Regions from separate parts of the Macaca mulatta genome. Here region 1 is linked to region 2. A link is a contact called in public Hi-C data. All regions are on one chromosome and are shown on one strand. Each heading gives the region's core, a stretch centred on a gene start, on an enhancer-like site or on the middle of the called end of the contact. The rest is flanking DNA. Distances are from core to core; before and after follow the strand shown.

Region 1 (6,922 bases), core at 1,758-4,257, 110 kb after region 2:
AAGAGACATGACAAGTAAATACAATGCATAATGCTGGCTTGATTCCTGGTCCAGAAAAAGATATTAGCAAGCCAACCGATAAAATTTTAATAAGCTCCGAAGATAGATACAAATGTTAATTTCTTGATTTTGAGATTAACTACAGTTATGTAAGGTATCAAGATATCAAGACAGATGAAGGAAACATAAGATTTTTTGTATGCTTTTTGCTAAGGTCTAAAATTATCTCAAAATGAAAAGCTAAAAATAAAGAAAAAATTAAATTTTTGTAAAGTGCCTGTTCACATATTTTGCAGTAAATTGGTAAAAGACTTAAACAGCACTTTACAAAAGAGAATATCCAAATAGCCAATACAGCACATAAAAAAAAAAAAAGCTCAACTTGGTTAGTCTTCAGGGCAATGCAAATCAAAACCTGGTGAGATACTACTGCACACACCAGAATGTCCAAAATGAGAAAGACTAGTTATACCAAATGTTATCATATTGGAGCAACTGCTACTCTATACACTGCTGGTGGGGATTTAAACTGATAGAACCACACTGAGAAACAGTTTGGCAGCATCGATTTCGGCTGAACAAATGTGTATCCTATGACCCAGCAATGTGTAACCATGTTCATGAAAAGACATTTGCAAAGAATTTTATAGCAGCATTATTTGTAATAACCAATAACTGAAATAATTTACATATCCATCGATAGTGAAACAAGCCTAGGCACAGTGGCTCATGTCTGTAATCCCAGAACTTTTGGAGGCCAAGGTGGGAGGATTGCTTTAGCCCAGGAGTTCGAGGCCAGCCAGGGCAACATAGGGAGTGCCAGTGTCTAAAAAAATTAGCTGTGTGTGGTGGTGCACACCTGTAGTCCCAGCTACTCAGGAAGCTGAGGTGGGAGGATCACTTGAGCCCAGAAGTTCTAGGCTGCGGTGAGCCAGGATTGTGCCACTGTACTCCAGCCTGGGTGACAGAGCAAGACCCTGTATATATACACACACACACACACACATATACACATATATATACACATGTATATATATTTGCATGTGTGTGTGTGCAATGAATAGATTGTGGCATAGTCACATAATGGAATACAATACAGCAAGAGAAATATCAAACTACAAGTACACACCACAACATGATGCCTTTCTCAAAATATTGTGTGATGAAAGCCAGGCACACAACAGTACTTCTTGTTTTATTTTATTGATGGAAAATTCAAAAGCAGGTGCAATTCATCTATGGTTTTAAAAGTCAGGATAATGGTCACCCTTGGAGTGACTAGAAGGGTTTCTGGAGTTCTGATAATATTCTGTTTCTTGATCTAAGCACCGATTACATGGTTGTGTTCACTTTTTGCAAATTCATTGAGCTGTATGTTTCTCTGTATGTATGTTATGCTTCCATTAAAAGTTTATATTAAAGAAGTCAATCTTTTAGGATAAATCATTGCATTTTTCTAGCATAGTAATAAAGACACAGCTAGTATAAGCTGACAAATCAGTTAAGCTCCTGAGCTGAAGAATGCTTGGATTGGCCCTGTATTAGTCTGTTTTCACACACTATAAAGACCACCCAAGACTGGGTAATTTATAAAGAAAAGAGGTTTCATTGACTCACAGTTCTGAATGGCTGGGGAGGCCTTAGGAAACTTACAATTATGGCAGAAGGTGAAATGGAAGCAAGGTGTGTCTTACCTGTTGGCAGGAGAGAGTGAGGGAGGATGTGCCACTTTTAAACCATCAGATCATATGAACTCACACCACAGGGGAAACTGCCCCCATGATCCAGTTACCTCCAGGTCCCTCCCTCGACACCTGGGGATTACAATTCGAGACGAGATTTGGGTGGGGACACCCAAGAGCACCCAGAGCAAAACCATATCAGTCTCTTCAGGAAAAATTATTTTCAAAACACACAATTTATCTCACTGAATAGCTTTGATAATTTTCTCAGCTGCATCCTAACAACAGCATAGTGAAAAAAATGTCACAAGAACCAAATCATGAAGCAAGAACTAAACATATTTTACAGAATTCTGTGCATTTATATATGTGAAAGAAAAATTAATAAAATGCCAGGGAAAATGAGCTGGTTCTTAAAATGCCATTGTTTTCCTTAAAAATAAATGATCGCTTGATTTTTCTAGGAAAATACAAAACAGAGGCTGTGAGTGATCAAGAGTCGCATTTAGCCTCTTACTGTGCACATTAGCCTGAAGGCCACACACTCCGTTCACCCACTGTTTGCTCTTCTCTGAGCCTTGAGCCTCTTCAGCTCATAGGAATTGACTTTGAAGGTGGACAAGACCATGTACCAGTGTGATGGAAGTGTTCTGTGTCCTAACTGGGGCGGCGGCTACACTGGTATATATATTTATTAAACTCACTGAATCGTACACTTAAGGCACACGTTTAAATACACTTAAAGGCACACATTTGAAGTGTATGGTATATTTATTTGGGGCACCATTCATATATTTAAATATATATTTATATTTAAATAAATATACAATAAATATATAAATAAATATATCATATTTATATATAAATAAATAATTTTATATATTTATATATTTAAATATATGGTATATTTATTTGGGGCATCATTTAGATATAGTTAAATGTATAAATAATGCCTCAAAAAGATGCTAAAATGATTAACGCTAAATGATAGATATTAATATATATGTTAATACGTTATATCTTTGTAAATACCTATATGTCACCTTGAGTCAGAATTTATTAAATTGACATCCATTATATTATCAGTAAGACCTCCTGGCATTTCTCAGGTGGATGTCAGGAAGCTGAGCTCCGTGTGGTCTTGACCTGTGTCTCCCGGGTTTAAACATCGGCTGACTGCAGAAGTCAAAGGGAGAAGAAAAGGAGACAAGCTGTGCATGAACTTGACGAGTGCCGTGAAACTGTTATTCCACTCAATAAAATTTCTTGACGGGATGAGCAGGTATTTTCAAATCGCATAATGATGAAGCTGGGATCCGCTAAACGTTCCACACGGGCAGCCCCTGCAGCCCAGCTTCCTCCCTCAAATTCCATCATCAGGAAAGTGTTTCCAGTACCTAGGCAAGGACGCCATCTAGTGGCAAAAGAAGCAACCACAGGGCGAGAGCAGGGTGGCCGAAGGAGCTTTTTTCTTGCTCCAGCTTGTCTTTCTTTCTTTGCCTTTTTACAGAACTAAGGTCTGTCGGCAAAAGGTAATTCTCCTCCAGTGGACTGCCGGTGGTGGGTTAGTCACCCACCAAAGGGCATGAAAGGATCTTCTGAAAGATGCTTTGACACTGAAGAGAATTGAGGGGGCTCTTTAGAAGGGACAGAGTCAGACATGAACTCTCCCCTAGCCAGGACAGTAATGGTGACAGCTGGGGACACAGGGCTGCAATTAGCCGAAACAGCCTGACGAATTTGTACTAATTAGAAAAAGTCTTCTTTTAGATGGGTGGATGAAGCCCCCGGGTGCACGGCTTGGTAAATGGCATACTGGCTGTATTTCAGCGGACCTCCCTGCTTCTGCCAGGAACAGTGGACAACCTGCACGACCATGTGCTGCAGCCCTTAGGCAGCAATAGTACCTTCTCCTGGCACCTCATTTGCCCACAGCAAACACCAATTTCTAGGAGATGGGGCACAAGATGGGTACAGCCACCCTCAAATGGATCCTTAAGGTATTTGGATAGCCGTTGTTGCATATGGATATCCATATCTTTTCTTTTCTTTTTTCTTTTTCTTTTTCTTTTTTTTTTGAGATAGAGTTTCGCTCTTGTTGTCCGGGCTTGAGTGCAATGGTGCGATCTCCGCTCACTGCACCCTCCGCCTCCTGGGTTCAAGTGATTCTCCTGCCTCAGCCCCCCGAGGAGCTGGGATTACAGGCATGCGCCACTGCGCCCGGCTAATTTTGTGTATTTTTAGTAGAGATGGGGTTTCACCATGTTGGCCAGGCTGGTCTTGAACTACTGACCTCAGGTGATCCGCCCGCCTCGGCCTCCCAAAGTTCTGGGATTACAGGTGTGAGCCACCGTGCCCGGCCCCATTTCAACTGTTCAGAAGTGTTTAGTTTTCAGGCCTAGGTTTTGAAAGCCTCTTTCAGCTGAAACCGAATAAGAGTAGGAGCTTCTCATGTAGTGTCTTTAGGAAAATAGCGTCACAGGCTGGGTGCAGTGAGGGGTGCATGCCTGTAATCCCAGCACTTTGGGAGGCCAAGGTGAGAGGATGACTTGAGCCCAGGAGTTTGAGATCAGCCTGGGGAATATAGCAAGACCCTGTCTCTATTGGAAGAAAGAAAACAGAATAAAATAGCATCACACAGCTGTGTCATAGAAGACTGTAGTGTAGGATTGGACATCCAAAGTTATAGATAAAGAGCATAAGAAATTTTATATCATAAAATTTATGGATAGACAAAAGACGCATTGTAGAACTAAAGGAAAATGTTTGTTCATTTAGCAAATATTTCATAAGTCTCCTGGTTGGAGACATTGGGCTAGGAAGAGAGAACAATAGTGACTGGAACAAGAGTCCCTCTGCTTGCAGGGCAGAATCCCTGGTCGTCACCACATCCTGTGCCCTAGAAAATGCCTGCTCTCCTCCCCTAGTCCACAGTTCAAAAAGCTTGTCTTTTTTTGAAGCCTTCTGGAGTTGAGGAGTTTCTTCATATCACTTTGGAAAGCATCTTTTAGCACATCTTATTATAGTTACTGCGTATTTATTTAGTAGTTTTTACCTCCCCCTGAATCAGCTTTTGGTTTGTTGAATTTCTCTATTGTTTTTTTTTTGTTTGTTTGTTTTCTATTTCATTGGTATTTTCTTTATTATTTCCTTCATTTTATATATATATATATATATATATATTTTTTTTTTTTTTTTTTTTTTTTTTGAGGCAGAGTCTTCTGTCGCCCAGGCAGGAGTGCAGTGGCACGATTTTGGCTCACTGCAACCTATGCCTCCCAGGTTCAAGCGATTCTCCCGCCTCAGCCTCCCTAGTAGTTGGGACTACAGGAGCGTGCCACCACATCCGGCTAATTTTTTTTTTCTGTATTTTTAGTAGTGATGGGGTTTCACCGTGTTAGCCACGATGGTCTTGATCTTCCGACCTTGTGATCCGCCCACCTTGGCTCCCAAAGTGCTGGGATTACAGGCATGAGCCATCATGCCTGGCCTATTTCCTTCATTATACTTTCTTTAGGTTTACTCTTCATTCTTTTTCTAGTGTCTTTAGTTGAACTTTGACCCATTTATTTATGTTTGCTATTTTTTATTGTAGTTAAATACATATAACATAAAATTTGCCATTTTAAACATTTTGATGTGTATAAATTCAGTGGCATGAATTAAATTCACAATGTTGTGCAACTATCATCACTATTTCTAAAATTTTTCATCACCCCCAACGGAAAGTCTGTATCCATTAAGCAGTAAATTCCCATTCTTACCTCCCCCGAGACCCAGGTAACCTCTGATCTCCTTTCTGTCTCGATGAATCTGCCTGTTCCTGATATTTTATACAAGTAGAATCATATAATATTTGTCCTTTTGTGTCTGCCTTATTTCACTTAATGTAATGTTTTTAAGGCTCATTCATGTTGCAGCATGTGTCAGAGCTTTACTGCTTTATATGGCTGAATAATATTCCATCGAATATACATACCATATTCTTATCCATTCATCTGTTGACGGACACTAAGGGCGGTTTCCACTTTTTGGCTATGGTGAATAATGATGCCATGAACACTGACACGCAAGCATGAGTTTGAGTCTCTGTTTTAAATTCTTTTGAGTATATGCCTATAATTATGTCTTTACATCACTGCTACTTCCAATAGATCACAGACCTTTAAGGTTGGTCTCGTTTATTTTTACATCCCCAGGCTTAGCACAGGCCAAATACACAGTAGGAATGGGTGTGAGTTTGGTAAATAAATGAATAATGATAACAATATTTTACATCCGTGAATCACTTTGAAGTTTATAAAACACTGATCATATTTTTTTGTTTGATCTTCCCAATGACCCCTGTGAGGTACTTAGGAGAGTCTGATATTATTATTTCCATTTTATAGAAGAGGATAGCCAAGGTAAAAGCATCAGTGTAGAAGTCACTTGGGATTGAAATCTAAATCTTTCACCTTCTCGTTCAATTCCATTTTCATCCTAACTTGCTGTTTCTCCTGTTATTTCTTTTTTTTTTGAGACGGAGTCTCGCTCTGTCGCCCAGGCTGGAGTGCAGTGGCCGGATCTCGGGTTCACGCCATTCTCCTGCCTCAGTCTCCCGAGTAGCTGGGACTACAGGCGCCCACCACCTCGCCCGGCTAGTTTTTTGTATTTTTTAGTAGAGACGGGGTTTCACCGTATTAGCCAGGATAGTCTCGATTTCCTGACCTCGTGATCCGCCCGTCTCGGCCTCCCAAAGTGCTGGGATTACAGGCTTGAGCCACCGCACCCGACCTCTCCTGTTATTTCTGACAAAAATTATTGGTGAAAATATCCATTCCTACTGAAAATTAATTGCAGGAATATAATAAAGATTTTTCTATAAAAGAGCCAGAGGAGACTGGGGAGGTCTTGATTCGTCCTTATTGTCTAGTCAAATAGCTGCTGTACCTGGAGTTTAAACAATCCAGAGTAACCTTTTTTTTTTTTTTTTTTGAGACAAGGTCTCACTGTGTTGCCCAGGCTGGAATGCAGTGGCACAATCACAGCTCACTGCAGCTTCTACCTCCCAGGCTGAAGCCATCCTCACCTCAGCCTCCCGAGTATCTGGGACTACAGGCATGTGCCACCGCGCCTGGTTAACTTTTCAATTTTTTTTTTGTTGAGACACGGTCTTGCCAGCCTTGTCTCCAACTCCTGGGCTCAAACAATCCTCCTCCTGCCTCAGTCTCCCAAAGTGCTGGGATTGCAGGCATGAG
Region 2 (6,875 bases), core at 2,407-4,906:
GAATCTTAGCTTGGTAAAGGGTTGGGGGCACCTATTTTCCAAATTTGTTCCTTCTGTGGCTATTCTGCCTCAGCCTTAGAAGTACTGACTACTCCATGTATTTTCTAGAGATCTCTTTACCTTAGCATTTTGTCCTCAGTAGTTAATTCTCTGTGCCTTGTTAATAATGTTTATATTAAATTTCCTGTATTCAAATTGCTGTGTGATTTCTCTCCTTCAAACGCACTGTGATGTATATTTCAAGAATTACATTAAATATAAGTGGTCTAACTACTAATTGAAAGGTTAGATTGTCCTGTTGGATAAAAGAAGCAAGACTCAACTATATGCTGTTTACATGATATACATTTTAAATATACACAGGTAAAAAGTGAAAGGAGAGAAAATGAGATATTCAGATATTTATCAAAAGAAAGTGGCTGATGGATACACTACAATCCCAGACTTCACCACTACTCGTTATATGCATGTAAGAAACCTGCACCTGTACCCACTAAATATAAATAAATAAATAAATACATGTATGTGGTAGTGGCTAAATTACTAGGGATAAAGAAGGATGAACATTTTGTTGTGATAAAGGGGCCAATTCATCAAGGAGACATATTTACTGCATGCTTACATGCTAGACATTGTGCATTTGTTTGTTCTCATATTTGTCAAAGCCTAAAAGGCAGGTATTTATATCTCCAATTTACATATAAGGAAAATAAGGCTATTAAGTGCAGAATACAGACAAGAAGTCAGAATTTTTTTTTTTTTTTTGAGATGGAGTGTCACTTTGTCACCCAGACTGGAGTGCAGTTGTGCCACCTCGGCTCACTGCAACCTCGCCTCCCAGGTTCAAGCCATTCTTCTGCCTCAGCGTACCAAGTAGCTGGGATTACAGGCGCCCGCCACCACGCCTGGTTAATTTTTATATTTTTAGTAGAGACAGAGTTTCGCCATGTTGGCCAGGCTGGTTTTGAACTCCTGACCTCAGGTGATCTGTCTGCCTCAGTCTCCCAAAGTGCTGGGATTATAGGCATGAGCCACTGCGCCTGGCCAAGAACTCAGAATTTGAACTCTTAAAACTATGCCACAGGTTGGCAACGGTGGCTCACACCTGTAATCCCAACACTTTGGGAGGTCAAGGCAAGAGGATCACTTGAACCCAGGAGTTCAAGGCCAGCCTGGGTGGGCAACAGAGTGAGACCTTGTTTCTACAAATAAAAAAATTAGCTGGGTGTGGTGGTGCATGCCTGTGGTCTCAGCTACACAGAAGGCTGAGGTGGGAGAATTGCCTGAGTCTGTGAGGTCGAGGTGGAGTGAGCCATGATCCCACCACTGCATTCCAGCCTGGGCGACAGAGCGAGACCCTGTCTCAAAAAAGAAAAAAAATTTTCCAAAAAAAAAAAACTATGCTACACTGACTCTTCAAAAAGGTTACAGGGTCAGGCATGGTGGCTCACACCTGTAATCTGAGCACTTTGGGAGGCTGAGGTGGGAGGGTCGCTTCAGCCCAGGTGTTTGAGACCACCCTGGGCAATATAGTGAGACCCCTGTCTCTTTAGAAAAAAACTCCAAAAATCAAATAAACAACAAAAAAAGTTACTGAATAGTATTCACAGTAGGGGTCCATTTTTGTAAATAAATAAAAATATTCATTAAAAAAGGTACAAAAGGTTTTATAAACCAAACTATTGAGTTTTTAATCTATGATTCCTTTTTTACAATATGCAACACTTGTATAGCAAAACCTTTTTGAATCTGCTCATAAAGTTTAATTTTACGCTGGGTGCGCAGTGGCTCACGCCTATAATTCCAGCACTTTGGGAGGATGAGGCCAGCAGATCACCTGAGGTTGGGAGTTTGAGACAAGCTTGGCCAACATGATGAAACCTGTCTCTACTAAAAATAGAAAACATTAGCCAGGCATGGTGGTGCGTGTCTGTAGTCCCAGCTACTCGGGAGGCTGAGGCACAAGAATCGCTTGAACCAGGAAGTGGAGGTTGCAGTGAGTTGAGATCGCACCACTGCACTCCGGCCTGGGTGACAGAGCAAGGCTCTGTCTGAAAAATAAAAAAAGAAAAAGAGGCCGGGCACGGTGGCTCAAGCCTGTAATCCCAGCACTTTAGGAGGCCGAGATGGGCGGATCCCGAGGTCAGGAGATCGAGACCATCCTGGCTAACACGGTGAAACCCCGTCTCTACTAAAAAATACAAAAAACTAGCCAGGCGAGGTGGCGGGTGCCTGTAGTCCCAGCTACTCGGGAGGCTGAGGCAGGAGAATGGCGTAAACCCGGGAGGTGGAGCTTGCAGTGAGCTGAGATCCGGCCACTGCACCCCAGCCTGGGCGACAGAGCAAGACTCCGTCTCAAAAAAAAAAAAAAAAAAAGAAAAAAAGAAAAAGAAATCATTAAAAAAATTTCATCTGTGACCCTACCAAATCACCTTTAAAAACAAAAGCAGAAAAACCAAATTGTTTGTGTAAGAATATATTCTACCCATAAACTACATTCCAATTCCAGGTCACAAGTCAATATTCCATCTTTCAACTCATCAAAAAAAAAAAAAAAAAAAAACAGTTAAGCAAGCTGCAGCAGCACCGCCCTACATACAGTACATCCACGGTCAACGACATCAACTGCTAGAAACTTGCACAAACTCTGTTCCTGGTTAGGAACAAATGTACACTATTGATAAACTTCACCTTTACGATTAACGAGAACTCCTGTGTGCAATTATTTCCCCTCCACTGAGTGGGCGACAGTAAGAGTGCCCATTTCAGAGATTACATTTAGTGTCTGTACTAAAGCAACCGGATGCAAAACAACTTAGTCTGCGGCTACCCACTTGAGAGGGCAAAGGTGGACTGGTAAGGCCAGCCAGCCGGGCGTCTCTAAGGTTTAACGAGACGCGAGCTCGGGCTTGGCGTTTCTCATCCTCATCTTGGGGCTGTAACAACACCCTGGAAGCGTCTGTGGTTAAAAATGCAGAACACCAGGCGTCTCCCAAGGCGCTCCCCCGTCCGCCCGGCATCGGGCCGGCTTCCACATTCACTTGTCAAGGGCACGACCCCTCTTCATAGGCTGGGGAGCGCTGCACCCCGCAAGCGCACCGGGCGCCGGCTCGGCCCCAGGCCCAACAGGTGCGGGTCCGGGTCCGCGCGAGTGCGTGCCCCCACGTACCTTCGAGGGGTGTTGAGGAGCCGCTGCTGCTCGTCCCCCTCCTCCTCATCCTCATCCGTCTCCGAGTCAGGGTGACAGTAGCAGAAGGCCCCGCTGCTCCGCTTGCGCTTGTGGCTGCCCGGACAGTAACAGAAGCCGTGGCCCGCCGCATCGTCTCCAGTGTCCGGCCTCCGGGCCGAGCCCCCCGCCCTGGCACCCTGCGCCTGCTGGGCAAGGGCTCGTCTAGGCTGGCGCAGCACCCGGCTGCTCAACGATCCCATGGGTCACGGCTCCCCGAGACTTCAGGGAGCCCAGAGAAGGGGGTCTCCCGCCATGGCCCGGCCGCCGCCGCCAGCCTTCCCCGAGCGCAGATGCCTACACCGCCACCTTCTCACGCGCAGCCCCAACCGTTGCAGCGGACGCTACAGCCTCCATCCTCCGCCCCGCCCGCAGCTTCTGGTCGCTCCGCGCGCTAGCACCGCAGAACCTCGCCCCCTCGCTTTCGTAACAAAGCGCGCGCCGGCGGGCGCATGCGTGTGGCGAGCCTCCGGAAGGGGCGGGGCAAGGCAGGCGTGCGTGCGTGGCAGGTGGAGCCTGCGCACAACGCGGCGTGCTCGTACGGGCGGGTGTTTTCGGGCTTGCGGTGGGGCTGGCTTCCAACTAACGTGAACTTAGGCGTAGACGCAGTGTTAAGCCGTAGTTCACACACGCCTTTGTAGTGGCAAGACTTGGAACTTCAGTCGCGCATTCTTTCTACAAAGGTGCCTTGAGCCCCCGGTGCTTATGGGCCTGTGCTAAGCAAGTGGCAAAACCCCGAAGCTATTTGGTCTCCTTGCGGGAGCTCGGCGCTTGCTGGGGCCGCGCTCTGCTTTGTTGGGCGTGGCCTCCTGTGAGAGGGGCCCTAGGATGAGGCGCTATGCTGGATTCCTGGGCTTCCTTAACTGGAGCCCTACCCTGCTGTAGACGTGAAAGGAACCCGTTAAGTTATGGGAACGTTCCCGGCACTCCTTTTCTTTCCTATCAAGTGCCAGTGGGATGTCCGAATAGGGTCTGGCACCATGACTGTCCGTACTCAAAAAAGTGCCTTCAGGAGGCCCTAGCAAAATTGACAAGTGTCTGCCTGGAGGAGCTGCTCTTGTGATGGACTCCGGACAGCGAGCGTTCACTCCCTGACTCCCTTCTGTTACTTTTTAAGTAAAATAATAAAAATATTTCTCCTGTGGACCCACCACTAGCTTGAAATTTTATCATACTTGGTTTCATTCTTTTTTTCCTCTCCGCTTTATTGAGGTGTAATCAATGATTCATTCTTTTTAAATAGAACAATACAGATAGGCAGAAGCCCCTGTGTACCTCCTCCATCTCATTCTGTCTCCCTCCCCAGTGGCAATCACTGTGCTGAGAATGTTGTATATTATTATGTCCATGTATGTCCTTATATGCGTACCCATATTTTCTTTTGCATGTTTAGACATATCATGGAACGGAATCATAGCTGTACCTCTCACTGTGCACCTTTCTCCTCTCAAAATTATACTCTCGAGATTTGTCCATTTGGTCAATTGCTAGATAATTTTCACTGCTCATTGAATGACTGAACCATATTTGTTTTTACATTCCTTAGTAAGAGGTTATTTCTTTTTTTTTTTTTTTTTGAGACGGAGTCTCGCTCTGTCGCCCAGGCTGGAGTGCAGTGGCGCGATCTCGGCTCACTGCAAGCTCCGCCTCCCGGGTTCACGCCATTCTCCTGCCTCAGCCTCCCGAGTAGCTGGGACTACAGGCGCCCACAACCGCGCCCGGCTAATTTTTTGTATTTTTAGTAGAGACGGGGTTTCACCGTGGTCTCGATCTCCTGACCTTGTGATCCGCCCGCCTCGGCCTCCCAAAGCGCTGGGATTACAGGCGTGAGCCACCGCGCCCGGCCGTGAGAGGTTATTTCTACTTTAACGGCCTTACAGAGCAGCAATGAACATCATGTGCAATGGATTCGCCAAGCCGATTCCCAGAAGTGAATTTGCTGGGAAATTTGCAACTTTGTTAGCTATTACTAAATTGCTCTCTGGGTTGATTGCATCAATGTACCAATTTAGACTCCCATCGGCAGTATACGTAGGGCCCCAGTGGACTAATGTCTGATTCATGTATGAGAAATCTGAACTGAGAGAGGCTAGCCGAGGCAGCTTGGGGTGGAGGTGGGAGGCAGAGAATGATGGCTGCAGAGGGATCAGCTTGCATACACAGAATTTGCCAGCACAAAGAACGTGCAGGTGTTTCCCATGGAGCAGATGTGGACCACCATGAGATAGCTGGGATGGGATCATCTTGGGTCCTGCCCAACAGGTCTGGGAGGAAAGCAATGAACTTCAGCACTGAGAACCTCAAAGAGTCACCAAATTCCTAGAGGCTGAAAAAGGAGTACACATTTGCCTTGCCAAAGGAACCGCAGGTGAGTAGCATGATGAGGTCGACAAAGGAACCCACAAGAATGCCCACAAGAATCAACTTCAGTCTGTCAGAGTCACGCAGGGCTGATCCTCTACCACTACAGCAATGACAGTCAGGTAACAACTTTCCTGCTCCCCTTAACTCTCTGCTCTGCTACAGCCCAGACATGGTAGGTTGGGGCAGGGGAAGAACGTGGAAGGAAACCTAGGTGGAAAAAGAAGAGAAACCCATGGTCACCCTTTCCCCAGAAACCAGCTTCCTACTGGCAGTAGGCCAGAAGTAAGTGAGGGAAGAAGCCTCAACTATAAATCAAGCTTGGAATTTTGACTGGATGTATTACTTACTAAAATGACACTGTTTTATGACCTTAAGGGACTACACAGTAGGGTGAACAGAAAAGTTATGACTCTATTCTCTATCTGAATCTACATCTAAAAGAACTAGGCCCGCTGAATGTCAGTGGACAGTGGGAGGGAAAAACAGTTACTTCATAATTATATCTCAAAGTCATGCTAATTCAATATGACAAACTTTCCTCCAGGGTGACTTTATCCTACCTTCTAGAAATCTTCTGGTGAATAAATGCTATTTGTTTTAAAATTTTGGCCAACCTATGTATCATTTAAACATAAAACTTCTACCAAAAAATTCACCATGCTTCCAAAGACAAAATAAAGCTGATTTGGAGATTCTGTGGTCTTCTGGGAAGGCATTGAAATGGCAGTATTATTTCCTGTAAGTAACTGGAGTGACTAAATATTCACATAAGTAGCTTCTACCAGTAGCTGTAGCTTTTATAATAAACAACACAAAACTAAAAAATTCTTATTATTCCACCCAACAAAATACAACGGATGTTATCAAATGAACAAAGAAGGCAAGTATTCTTACTATAAGAATATTAATGTCTTTTATACATTTATGATATTTTATATAAATGGTCTACTTAGAGCAGACAGCATCACTCATTTCCAGAGAATAAGTTCATATATTATTTTATGATACTGAGTAGTGTTTGGCATATGTGAACATTAGCCAGTAGGCACACATAAGACTAAATATGTGATTTTTTTTCTTATATTTTAATTCCTATAGAAACTGAGTAACACAAGTCCTTCAAAAATAGCTCCTTTCAGGGGTCGGGATGAAAAAACCTCAGAAGGTGAAAAGTGGATCAGAGAAAGACTATACCTCATTTTAAAAACACTCCCCTCCCCATCCCTTTAAGATTTGGTTTCTCGCTCTGTCACCCAGGCTGCCATGATCTCGGCTCACTGCAACC

The links. A called contact is a pair of places that touch in the nucleus more often than the background predicts.
Region 1: a contact with region 2 is called in a Hi-C map of fetal cortex germinal zone, with 4 times the contacts expected there. The contact joins the enhancer-like site here to the promoter of GMCL1 in region 2. A contact is called at or near these places in 5 of 14 Hi-C or Micro-C datasets (blood, cortical neurons, fetal cortex germinal zone and 2 more).

Annotation. Positions count from the first base shown.
Region 1 is chr13:55,028,279-55,035,200 of T2T-MMU8v2.0, forward strand. No RefSeq gene overlaps it. Among named protein-coding and RNA genes, the nearest start is that of ANXA4, 22 kb to the left of the region's middle. Within about 2 kb of position 3,008, at least 8 of the 40 cell types and tissues checked have an H3K27ac peak or open chromatin away from gene starts, as enhancers often do. A contact at or near this core is called in fetal cortex germinal zone, where this site is marked.
Region 2 is chr13:54,921,923-54,928,797 of T2T-MMU8v2.0, forward strand. GMCL1 (germ cell-less 1, spermatogenesis associated) reads right to left here and starts at 3,657. Exons shown (of 12, transcript XM_028832419.2): 1 at 3,170-3,657. The coding sequence starts at 3,429.